2 separate regions of the Mus musculus genome follow, and region 1 is linked to region 2. Evidence: chromatin contacts called from public HiChIP or PLAC-seq data. All regions are on one chromosome and are shown on one strand. The core of a region is the stretch at or near the end of the contact, and the rest is flanking DNA. Distances in the headings are between cores, read along the strand shown.

Region 1 (5,247 bases), core at 1,392-3,891, 130 kb after region 2:
AGATTGTAGGAGTCAAGACCAGGTCCTCTGGAAGAGCAGCGATCATTTTAAAGCAGGGAGCCATCACTCCAGCCCTTCCCCCACACCCAGGTAAACATACTGCAATGGGTCAAAGAGAAAGATGCCATGCATGCCAAAGTTCTCCAAGCCCGTGAAGACCTTGAGGAAATCAACTGGAGCTCGCTTGTCAGCGCACCTGAAGCGGCTTTGGGTTTTAGCTGGAACAGTTTCTGACAAGCACCTGAATTACAAGAAGTCGGCAGGGCGCTGGAGAGGTGGCTCAGCAGTGAAGAGCACTGGCTGCTCTGCCGGAGGACCTGAGTTCAATTTCCAGCAACCACATAGCAGCTCACCGTTGTCTGGAATTCCAACTCAAGGATCCAACACCCTCACACAGACAGACAGACATGCAGGCAAACACCAATACACATAAAATTAAAAATTAATAATGACATTAATAATAATAATAATAATAATAATAATACAACCCAAGAAGTCGTCAAGCTGAGTGAAAGGTCCATATAACGACGTCTCCCTCCAACAGACTGTCAGACTAAAAAGACCTAAAACGCCCAGAGGGGCGCGAGTGTCACAGGTCAGGGACTGGATCTGTGCATTGCTCTTCCCAAGGCCCTGAGACATAGCAGAGGCTCAGTGAGTACACACTGAAGCAGAGCCTGCTTCCAACTTCCTTTTCTGGAACACAGTGAACTTAGTTCCACTTCCTCCAGCACACAGCTCTAAACACAACAACCCAGCCAGGTGTGGTGGCTCGCGGCCCGAGGCCTGAGGCCCAGCGCTTGGGAGATGGAAGCAGGGGGAATCAGAAGCTCATGGCTGCTTTCAAGTTGCTACACAGCAAACTTGAGGTCAGCCTGAGATATGTGAGAAATTTTTAAAAAGCCCAGGGTCGAAGAGATGGCTCCACAGAAGATCTGAGTAGGGTTCTCAGACCCAAGTCAGATAGCTCACCTGGTGGTGCATGCCTTTAATCCCTTTAATAATCCCAGGACTTGGGAGGCAGAGGCAAGTAGATCTCTGTGAGTTCAAAGCCAGCCTGGTCTACTAATTGAGTCCAGACAGCCAAGGATGAGTAAGCCTGCCTTTAAAAACCAAACCAAACCAAAAACGGAACAACCAAACCAAACCAAATGAAATAAAAGTGCCATCTTGTGCCATAAGACTCATGAGGGATCATTTCCTCACACTAGTTTGTAAAAATTATCCCTAGCTGGGCATGGTGGTCCATGCCTGTAAGCCCAGAGTCATAGCAGGCTCTGAGTTTGAAGCTAGCCTGGTCTATGTAGTGAATACCAAAGTTATATAGAAAGAAACTTTGTCTTAGATAGATAGATAGATAGATAGATAGATATTATGACCCACCATGTTACTTAATTCTCATTCTCTCCCCCTCTCCCCCTCGGGTTTATTTCCTTAACTTTTCACGTTGATATTTGCCTTTTCATTTGATCCCTGAGCAATCATTGGAAGTGGGTAGACTAAAGATGCAGAAGTGGCTTTCTTTTTCTTTCCCATTTTTTTTGTTTTTGTTTTTTTTTTTTTTTGTTTTTTTTTTGTTTTTGTTTCTTTCGACACAGGGTTTCTCTGTGTAGTCCTGGCTGTCCTGGAACTCGCTTTGTAGACCAGGCTCCCCTCGAACTCAGAAATCCGCCTGCCTCTGCCTCCCGAGTGCTGGGATTAAAGGCGTGAGCCACCATGCCCGGCCAGAAGTGGCTTTCTGGGCTTTCTGAGAGGCACCCACGAGCTGCAAGGAAAGTAGTTTTTCCAAGTGCTAATACAATGCCTAAACTCCCCAACATAAAATCGTAACAGCGCCATCACAGAGCTGAGGGTGTAGCAGTGACGCTGGCGCTGATCGCTCCTAAGTCCAACTCTCACAAAGCACCACCACCGACTGACTGGTCACTCACTAAATCATCCTGAGACTCTGCATTTTACGTATAAGCAAGCTGAGTACACACCTCTGTCACTCAGCCTAGAAAGTGGCAGATCACCCGGACACCAGTTTGCGGTTTAGCCAGCACAGCTCTTTTTGCCCCCCCCCCCTTCCTTCAAATAACTGCGCGTGGTCAGAATGCCAGGACCAAACATGCCCAAAGGACAGTTCTGAGGGAATCCCTGTCCGGCCCACGCGATCCAAGTTCTCCCCAGGCGTCCATAAAAGCAACAAGGGCCGAGTAAGGCGGCAGACAGGGATGCTTGTGTTTCCCACACTGAACACTGTTTTCCACTAATGAAGGGCCGGAGAGATCCGAAGCTCAAATAGGGGAAGGAGTCAGGGTCACCGTAAGGGAGGTAGGACGCCCAGGATGGTGTCCCCGGTCTCCACAGTCACAGCGGGTCGATTCTCTTCCCGCCGCCTCAGTTTCCCCGTTTCTTGCAATGGATCTGAGCCAGACCGGCTGGGTCCGGAACTCTCAAATCCTCCCGGCAACAGTCCCTCGAGCGGTCCCGCTCCTCCGCCTGTCACAGCAGCTGAGGAGGCCCGCCCGATCCCATGACTGTCACCCGCCTGGGGAGCACTTACAGCCCGGAGGGACGTCAAGCCCACCAGCCTCCGCGGGAAAGCCTTCCTCACTGACGCCATCTTCACTCCGGAGGCCAACCCACTGGGCACCACGTGACCGCCGATCCCTCTGTGGGCGTGGTTAGGGCCGGAGGCGGTGCATCGCTCCTCTTGTGAGGCTCCCAGTTTGGTTCCTCCCCTCAGCCTGTCTGTTTTCTTTTCCTACTCCCCTCTAAGTAGCTCTACCCTCCAATCATGCCCACTCCATGATTTTCTGAACACGTGTCCCATGAAGAGCCATGACATTTGACAGCCCATGTGTAGATCCCGAGATTTTTTTCACCTCCACCTGCTTCCCCCACGTCTTAAATCACGCCCGGTTCCAATCCAGGGCCATTTATCTGCCTTCTGAAAGGCGTTGTGTTCCCAGGGCGTGTTGGGGTTGAAGATGACTGGGAAGCTGGTGGGCCAAGCCGATGGCTCCTTTAGTCTTAAAGGAACAGGGAAGGCAAGAAGGCCTAGGTTAGCGAAGGACTGCTATAACTGTGGGCTTCTAGGGGCTACTACTGGTGCTCGGGTGACTTGTGAAACCCTGAAGCTAGCCATTAGGAAATCATTGTGTCCCTGTGTATACACTGTCTTACTTCCTTCTTGTCTTCCCGTCCTCAGCCTCAGTGGGGAAGTCTTCAAATGACTAAACATGCGTGTGCATCATGCAGAATGGCGCAGATCCCGCCCCAAAGGTTAAGGTCACAAAGTAGAATATAAAGGTTCACTGTGGAGCTGGTGAGATGGCTCAGCGGGTAAGAGCACTGACTGCTTTCCCGAAGGTCCCGAGTTCAAATGGTGGCTCACAACCACCTGTAGTGAGATCTGGCCCTCTTCTGGTATGTCTGAAGACAGCGACCATGTACTTATTAAATAAATCTTTGGGCCTGAGTGAGTGGTGGCCGACTAGAGCGAGCAGATGTCCTAAAATTAAATTTCCAACAACCACATGAAGGCTCACAACCATATGTACAGCTATAGTGTACTCATATACTCCATGTAGACCAGGCTGACCTAAACTCAGAGATCTGCCTGCCTCTACTTCTGCCTACTAAGTGCTGGAGTTAAAGATATGTGCCACGATGGCCACCAAAGTTTTAAATTATTACTAGTGTATTTACTTCATGTGCATGGCTGTTTTGCCTACATGTAAGTCTATGTAGAACACCTGTGAGGCCATAAGAGTGAAGCAAGAAAAACATCTTTGCTAAATCCTGACCTGACCTTGGGCTGACATTGAGGTCAGCTTGACCCTCAGGCACTTACAGGAATTTTTGCTAACCTGCTCTGGCCTGCTTTTGTAACCACAAGGCTTTCTGCTCCCATCAAGCAAAAACAAACCTGTCTCCACCTCTACTTTGTTTTTTTTTTAATATTTACTTATTTTATGTATATGAGTACAGTGTAGCTGTACAGATGGTTGTGAGCCTTCATGTGGTTGTTGGGAATTGAATTTAGGACCTCTGCTTTCTCCGGCCCACCCCACTCACTCCTGCCCAGAAGAGGCCGTCAGATCTCATTACGGGTGGTTGTGAGTCACTGTGTGGTTGCTGGGATTTGAACTCCGGACCTTCAGACTCTTACTTGCTGAGCCATCTCACCAGCCCTGTTTTTTGGTTTTTGTTTTGTTTTTGTTTTTCCGAGACAGGGTTTCTCTATGTATCTCTAGCTGTCTTGGAATTCACTCTGTAGATCAGGCTGGTTTCAAACTCAGAGATCCACCTGCCTCTGCCTCCCAAATGCTAGGGTTAAAAGTATGCGCCACCACCACCTGGCTCCCTTTTTTTTTTTTTTTTTTTCCCCAGACAGGGTTTCTCTGTATAGCCCTGGCTGTCCTGGAACTCACTCTGTAGACCAGGCTGGCCTCAAACTCAGAAACCCACCTGCCTCCTTATTCTTACTAAAAGTTCATATCCTGTCATGCTTGCTAACAGCCATCACAGCTACATCAATGAGAAGTACCAAAGTTGTGCCTTTCCCCTTTATAAGCCCCCTGCTCAGAGTGTAAGCATGCAATATCAGCACTTAGGAGCTAAATGCAGGAAGATTAGGAGTTCAAGGCTAGCCTCAGCTACATGGTAAATTTGAGGACAGCCTGAGCTACATGGGACTCTTGTTTTAATTGTGCACTGTAGCTGTATTCAGAGACACCAGAAGAAGGCATCAGATCCCATTACAGATGGTTATGAGCCACCATGTGGTTGCTGGGAATTGAACTCAGGACCTCTGGAAGAACAGACAATGCTCTTAACTGCTGAGCCATCTCTTCAGCCCGGTGGCACGTATCTTTAATCCTAGCACTTTGGAGGCAGAAGTAGAAGGATCTCTGTGAGTTCTAGGCCAGCCAGGACTACAAAGAAAGACCCTGTCTCCAAACAAACAAACAAACAAACACAGGTTCAAAAATAGAATGGGGTCAGTTAGATGGCTCAGTGGGTAAAGCACACCTGAGGCCACAATTTAACATCTGAGACGTGATTCCTGGAGTGCCTGTGCCTGCAGGCACACACATGCACACGCTGGAACAGAAAGCATTCTTAGGGCTGAAATGATACTGAGAACAAAACCTACATTGGAAAGGAAGCCAAGAGGCCTGGGATGGCAGCCTGCACCTGCAATCCCACTGGAAGAAAGCAGCCACCTCTAGGTGGAGTCAGGCCCTTAAAGGGTTT
Region 2 (5,428 bases), core at 1,162-3,661:
CAATTTACCTCACAGCAGAACTGGGTGGCACACAGCCAGCTCTCTCCGGGCATCCCTGAAGCATTAGTCTTGATAGGAAAGAGACAGGGGAAATGGGGGTTTAGGTGAATAGCCCAAAGTCTAGTAAGTAGCAGAGATGGGACTCGAACCCAGTTCTTTCTAGCTCAATTGGTGCTTTTAACTGGGCGGCTGTTTGGTCTCCTTCCACCTGGGTCAGGTTCCCCTTTGGTTTGTATCTTCTCTGTTGTTTGAGAAGACGATTGGCTTGTGGTAGATGTTTGATAAGTAAATGAATGGATAGACATTTCTGTCTGCACTCCCAGTTATTCCATAGCCGGTGGATGTGGTGCACACCTTCAATCCCAGCACTTGGGAGGCAGAGGCAGGTGGATTTCTGAGTTCGAGCCAGCCTGGTCTACAGAGTGAATTCCAGGACAGTCAGGGCTACACAGAGAAACTCTGTCTCGAAAAACCAAAAAAACCCTGTCTTGAAAACAAAACAGAAGAAAAAGAAAAAAAAAAAAAAAGCAAGCTTGCAGATGTGGGCCATTGTGTGCACATGTGTGTGTGTGTGTGTGTGTGTGTGTGTGTGTATGTGTGTGTATACACACAGGGTCTTACTAGCTAGTTCCCAGGTTAGCCCTGGCCTTACTATGTATCTCTCAATGCCTTGAATTTATGTTTCAGCCTGAACTTTAGGCAGGAGCTGCCATACTTGGCCAGACTGACTGGTCTGTCTGTCTTTCTTGCTATCTGTCTTTTAAGGCAGGATCCCCCTCTGTAGCACAAGCTATCTTCTGACTCACAGTAATTTTACCCCCTTCTAACTTCCCGAGTGCTGTGCATGCATGCAGCCATAGCTACCACTTCCAACATCGTTCCCATCCTCACCCTCTTCAGTTGACACTTTGTTTACTTTTCAACTGGGTTTCTTTTTTGTGAATTGTTCATTGAAACATTCTGCCTAGTTCTGTGTGCCTGTGTATGGGGGTGGGGGTTGTGTGTGTGTGTGTGTGTGTGTGTGTGTATGTGTGTGTGTGAGAGAATTTTGGATTTGAGATTTGTTGTTGTTGTAGCTTTGTTTCTTCTTGATTTTTGCTGTTACTTTGTTTCATTTTTGCATTTACAAAAAGATTTATTTTTTAAAAAATTTAATTTAATTTGGTTTTTTGTTTTTGTTTGTTTTGTTTTTCGAGACAGGGTTTTTCCATGTAGCCCTGGCTGCCCTGGAACTCACTCTGTAGACCAGGCTGGCCTCGAACTCAGAAATCCACCTGTCTCTGCCTCCCAAGTGCTGGGATTAAAGGTATTTGACATCACTGCCCGACGGTTTGTTTTATTTTATTTTTTTAAAAGATGTATTTATTTATTATTGTAAGTACACTGTAGCTGTCTTCAGACACTCCAGATGAGGGAGTCAGATTCTCATTACTGATGGTTGTGAGCCACCATGTGGTTGCTGGGAATTGAACTCAGGAACTTCGGAAAAGCAGTCAGTGCTAACCTCTGAGCCATCTCTCCAGCCCCTTGTTTTATTTTTTAACAATGTATGCTTGCCTGTGGGAGTGGGTAGGTACATGTGTGCACAGGTACATAGGGTCAGAAGATGTCAGGTCCAGACAGTCGTGAGTCACCCAGCATGTACCCATGGCAACCGAACTCGGGTCTTCTGCAAGTGCAGCACACCACACACACACACACACACACACACACACACACACACACACTTTTGCCACTGAGCCTCCCACTCCCGCCTCTGGCCTTTGCTTTTTGAGACAGGTTACACCATGTAGCCCAGGTTGGGCTGGAAGGCTTCATCTTCTTGCCTCCCTTCCTGAGTGCTGGGATTTTAGGTGCGCCCGGCACTCAGGTGTTTTGGGTTTGGTTGGAGTTAGGTTCTGAAGCCCCAGTTCCAAATCCAGCACGCCTAATGTCATGAAGTCATCTATCCCTCTGTGTCTGGGGAACACCTTCTCAGTCCATCTTCCAGAGGGACAGAGTGACTACTGGGAGAGGAGACACAGCCCTTTTCCCTAGGTCTTGGTCTATTCCCCAACCTCACTGGCTGTGTCCGAAGGCCAATCCTGTCTCATCTATACCTAGACTTCTTTATCTATAGAGCCAGTGAGGCAGAAGTCCCTCACAGCTGCTGTCTGAGGACTGAGGGAGTGACATATGAGAGACTTCCCAGGAGTCACCATGCAGCAGGCGCTGGATAACTAACATCCATTGAGCATCATGCTAGCAGCAGAGGACAGACAGGCCCCTGGGCACCCAGGGCTTTCCGTCCCACAGAAGGACACAAACACAAAACAAACAGATAAGAGCCTGTGGCTAGTGATGAGGGCCAAGCAGAATAAGGGCCATGAGACAGATGACCAGGGACTGAGTCACCTGGGTGGTCACACTGGGAAAGGCTCTGGGGAGGTGAAACATTTCAGCTGAGGCACCACCGAGGGTGTGGGGAAGCCTTGTGCAAAGGGCTGAGAAGAAAGCACCCTGGCAGAGACAACAGAGATGGCAGAACACGGGCAAAGGCCCTGAGGCAGGAACGGCTTGGCATTCCAAGGAACTTCAGAGAGATCAGCATGGCCAGGGCCATTGAGTGATGGGGGAGGGGAGGACTGAGACCTGGAAAGAGACGGGGTGCAGTGGGTGGCTTGAGACACCAGGCTGTCATGATCTTATTTCTGTCCAGCTGCGTGTGAAGGTCAACTCTCTACGAATTCATCTCAGTGCTTCGAGAAGCCACCAGTATTTTTAGCCGGTGCCCACTCTCTGCAAAGCCAAACTTCCCTTTATTGGTATTAAATTTACTGCTTTTGGGTTGCAAGGGGAGCCCCCTTCTGCTTTGTAGCTGAGGGTTAGCGAGGCAATGAGAGCCTTCCAGTCAAGACTGTGTAACAGCGGGGGGGGGGGGGGCGGGGACGACAAGGGGATGTGGAAGAAGCGGGTCCCAAGTTCCTTCTTACCCGCTCCAGGGATATCTTCCTACCTGTAAATGGAGAGTAATAGAAGCCGTGGTGGTGCACACCTGTCCTTCTGAAGGCTGAGGCAGGGGAATCACAAGTTTGAGGCCAGATTGAGCTACAAGGACATCTCTCAGATAAAAACAAAAAACCAAAGAGTATGGTGGCTCTTTACCATAATCCTATCACTTCAAAGGCTGAGGCAGGAGGATTGCCATGAGTTCAAGGTCAGCCCAGAGACCCTGTCTCAAAACATCAAACTAAATAAGTACAAATAAAGTAAGAAAAGCGCCTGACAGCTGATGAGAGGATACAGGGGTCACAGCTTGGCCTGTGGGGGTGACCGATGGGGGTGGGGTGGGGAAGGTTCCAGGTGTGGAATGAGGTGCTGAAGATGATGCTCCTGGTGGAGGCTCACTGGAGGAGAACCCAACTCACACCTCTCAGGCCTGTTTAATGACTGGTGTTCTGAGGGTCTGCCCAGTCTCATTCAAGCATTCTCTAGACCCAGCTTTCCTTCCTGGGCCTGGGTTACTCTACTCTCTCTCTCCCTGTCTTCTTGCCCGATCCTTTCGGCCAAGTGATAAGAGATATAGCATCTTAGTCCAGAAAATTAATTAATTAATTAATTAATCCCTGACCTGGAGCCAGAAGATGATGGTGGTCACTTTGCAGTGTAAGATGTAATACAATGGGCTACCTCAGTGTCATATAATTGAACAAACATACAGAAAGACACCTGTACTTCAAAGACAGCTACAATGTCATGGAGTCAGATGCTCCAGGATGACCCGTCATAATTCCCCAGCCAGTCTAAGTTCCCACACTCCCAGCAGCATCGGCTTAAGTTCCAAGGTTTTGCAGACTCCTGAGGCTCTGGGTAGGTCCTACCTGCAGATGACCAGGGGTCTGCATCTCAGCTCAGACAATGCCTCAGGCATCTCCACTCCCACGTCCAACACAAACCCACAGCAGCTCAGCTTCCTTCTGTGAGATCAGGACTGTCAACTTAGTACAGCTTCCTCTGGCAGGGAAGGGCCTAGTGCATCTGGTCAATTTTAGGGACTTCCTGAAGCTATTTGGGGATGTTTACCTTCCTGTTTAAAGAGCATCTGTTACCCAACAGGTGGGAAGACCTGCCCACTGTGGGCAGCACCATTCCTTGCTTTGGATGTTGGGTATACAGAGGAGACAATGAGCTGAGCATAACTGATCATCCATCTGTTTCTAGTGGATCGGAGGTAATGAGCTGCTTCAAGCTCTAGCTTGTGGCGACTCCCTGCCAAGAAGGGTTGTGCCTTTGAAATGTGAGCTGAAATAAGCCCTCTCTCCCCTAAATTGGTTCCCTGCACCAGGGTTTTTTGTTTTTGTTTTTGTTTTTTTTTCCTTAAATTCCAGGGAAAATAAAGGCACATCTCAGGTGGCCAGGACTCCTCCCAAACTTCACATCTGATCTACCCCAGGTATCACGAGCTCAGCTTCCTTCCCATCTAACTTCTCATCCACTACCCAAGACAGAGGTGTCACTGTTGCCTGCCATTTTGACCACCCCCTCTCTGTATTTCTTCTCCATGTATCAAGTGTGCTTTTTAATGGCTGTAGAGATGGCTCAGGGGTTATAGAGCACTGACTGCTCTTCCAGAGGTCCTAAGTTCAATTCCCTGCAACCACATATAGATGGCTCACAACCATCTATAATGGGATCCGATGCCCTCTTCTGGTGTGTCTGAAGACATCAACAGTGTACTCACATACATAAAATAAATAAACCTTTTTAAAAACCTTTTCTGGCGGTGACCACCTCCCTTCTATAACCTGCCTCTCGAAAAGGATCTCTTTCATCCCTCATCAGAAGAGGAGAAGAGGAAACACAAGAAAAAACACCTGGTGCAGAGTCCCAATTCCTACTTTATGGCTGTGAAGTGCCCAGGATGCTATAAAATCACCACGGTCTTTAGCCATGCACAAACGATAGTCTTGTGTGTTGGCTGCTCCACTGGCCTCTGTCAGCCTACAGGTGAAAAAGCAAGGCTGACAGAAGGATGCTCCTGGGCTGGAGAGATGGCTCAGCTGGTAGGAGCACTGACTGCTTTTCCGAAGGTCCTGAGTTCAAATCCCAGCAACCACATGGTGGCTCACAACCATTCATAATGAGATCTGAGGCCCTCTTCTGGGGTGTCTGAAGAGAGCTACAATGTACTTACATATAATAAATAACTAGATTTTAAAAAAAGAAGAAGAAGAAGGATGCTCCTTTAGGAGCAAGCAGCACTGAAAGCCCCTGTTTGAAGAAGACTAGGAACCAACAAAAAACAAAAAGCAAGCAAGCAAACAACAACAACAACACCCCACCAGCTGAATCACTTTGGTCCTCTGTTCAAATGCTCCATTCTCAATGGAAACATCTCTCACCCCTTTCCATAGCCTATGAGGTCCTGGGTTAGCTGTGAGGCAGAGCA

The links. HiChIP or PLAC-seq counts read pairs in DNA pulled down with a chosen protein or histone mark.
Region 1: an HNF4G HiChIP or PLAC-seq map of pancreatic cancer cells shows a contact between it and region 2. The contact joins the promoter of Hmgcl here to the enhancer-like site in region 2. A contact is called at or near these places in 3 of 484 Hi-C or Micro-C datasets (CD4 T cells, double positive thymocytes and regulatory T cells), 7 of 115 datasets of contacts at active chromatin or transcription factors (the 230-238 cell line, bone marrow-derived macrophages, embryonic stem cells and 3 more) and 3 of 9 other capture datasets (adipose tissue, liver and pancreatic islet).

Annotation. Positions count from the first base shown.
Region 1 is chr4:135,943,842-135,949,088 of GRCm38.p6, reverse strand. Hmgcl (3-hydroxy-3-methylglutaryl-Coenzyme A lyase) reads right to left here and starts at 2,641. Exons shown (of 9, transcript NM_008254.3): 1 at 2,549-2,641. The coding sequence starts at 2,608.
Region 2 is chr4:136,074,329-136,079,756 of GRCm38.p6, reverse strand. No RefSeq gene overlaps it. Among named protein-coding and RNA genes, the nearest start is that of Rpl11, 24 kb to the right of the region's middle. Within about 2 kb of position 2,411, at least 16 of the 459 cell types and tissues checked have an H3K27ac peak or open chromatin away from gene starts, as enhancers often do. A contact at or near this core is called in pancreatic cancer cells, where this site is marked.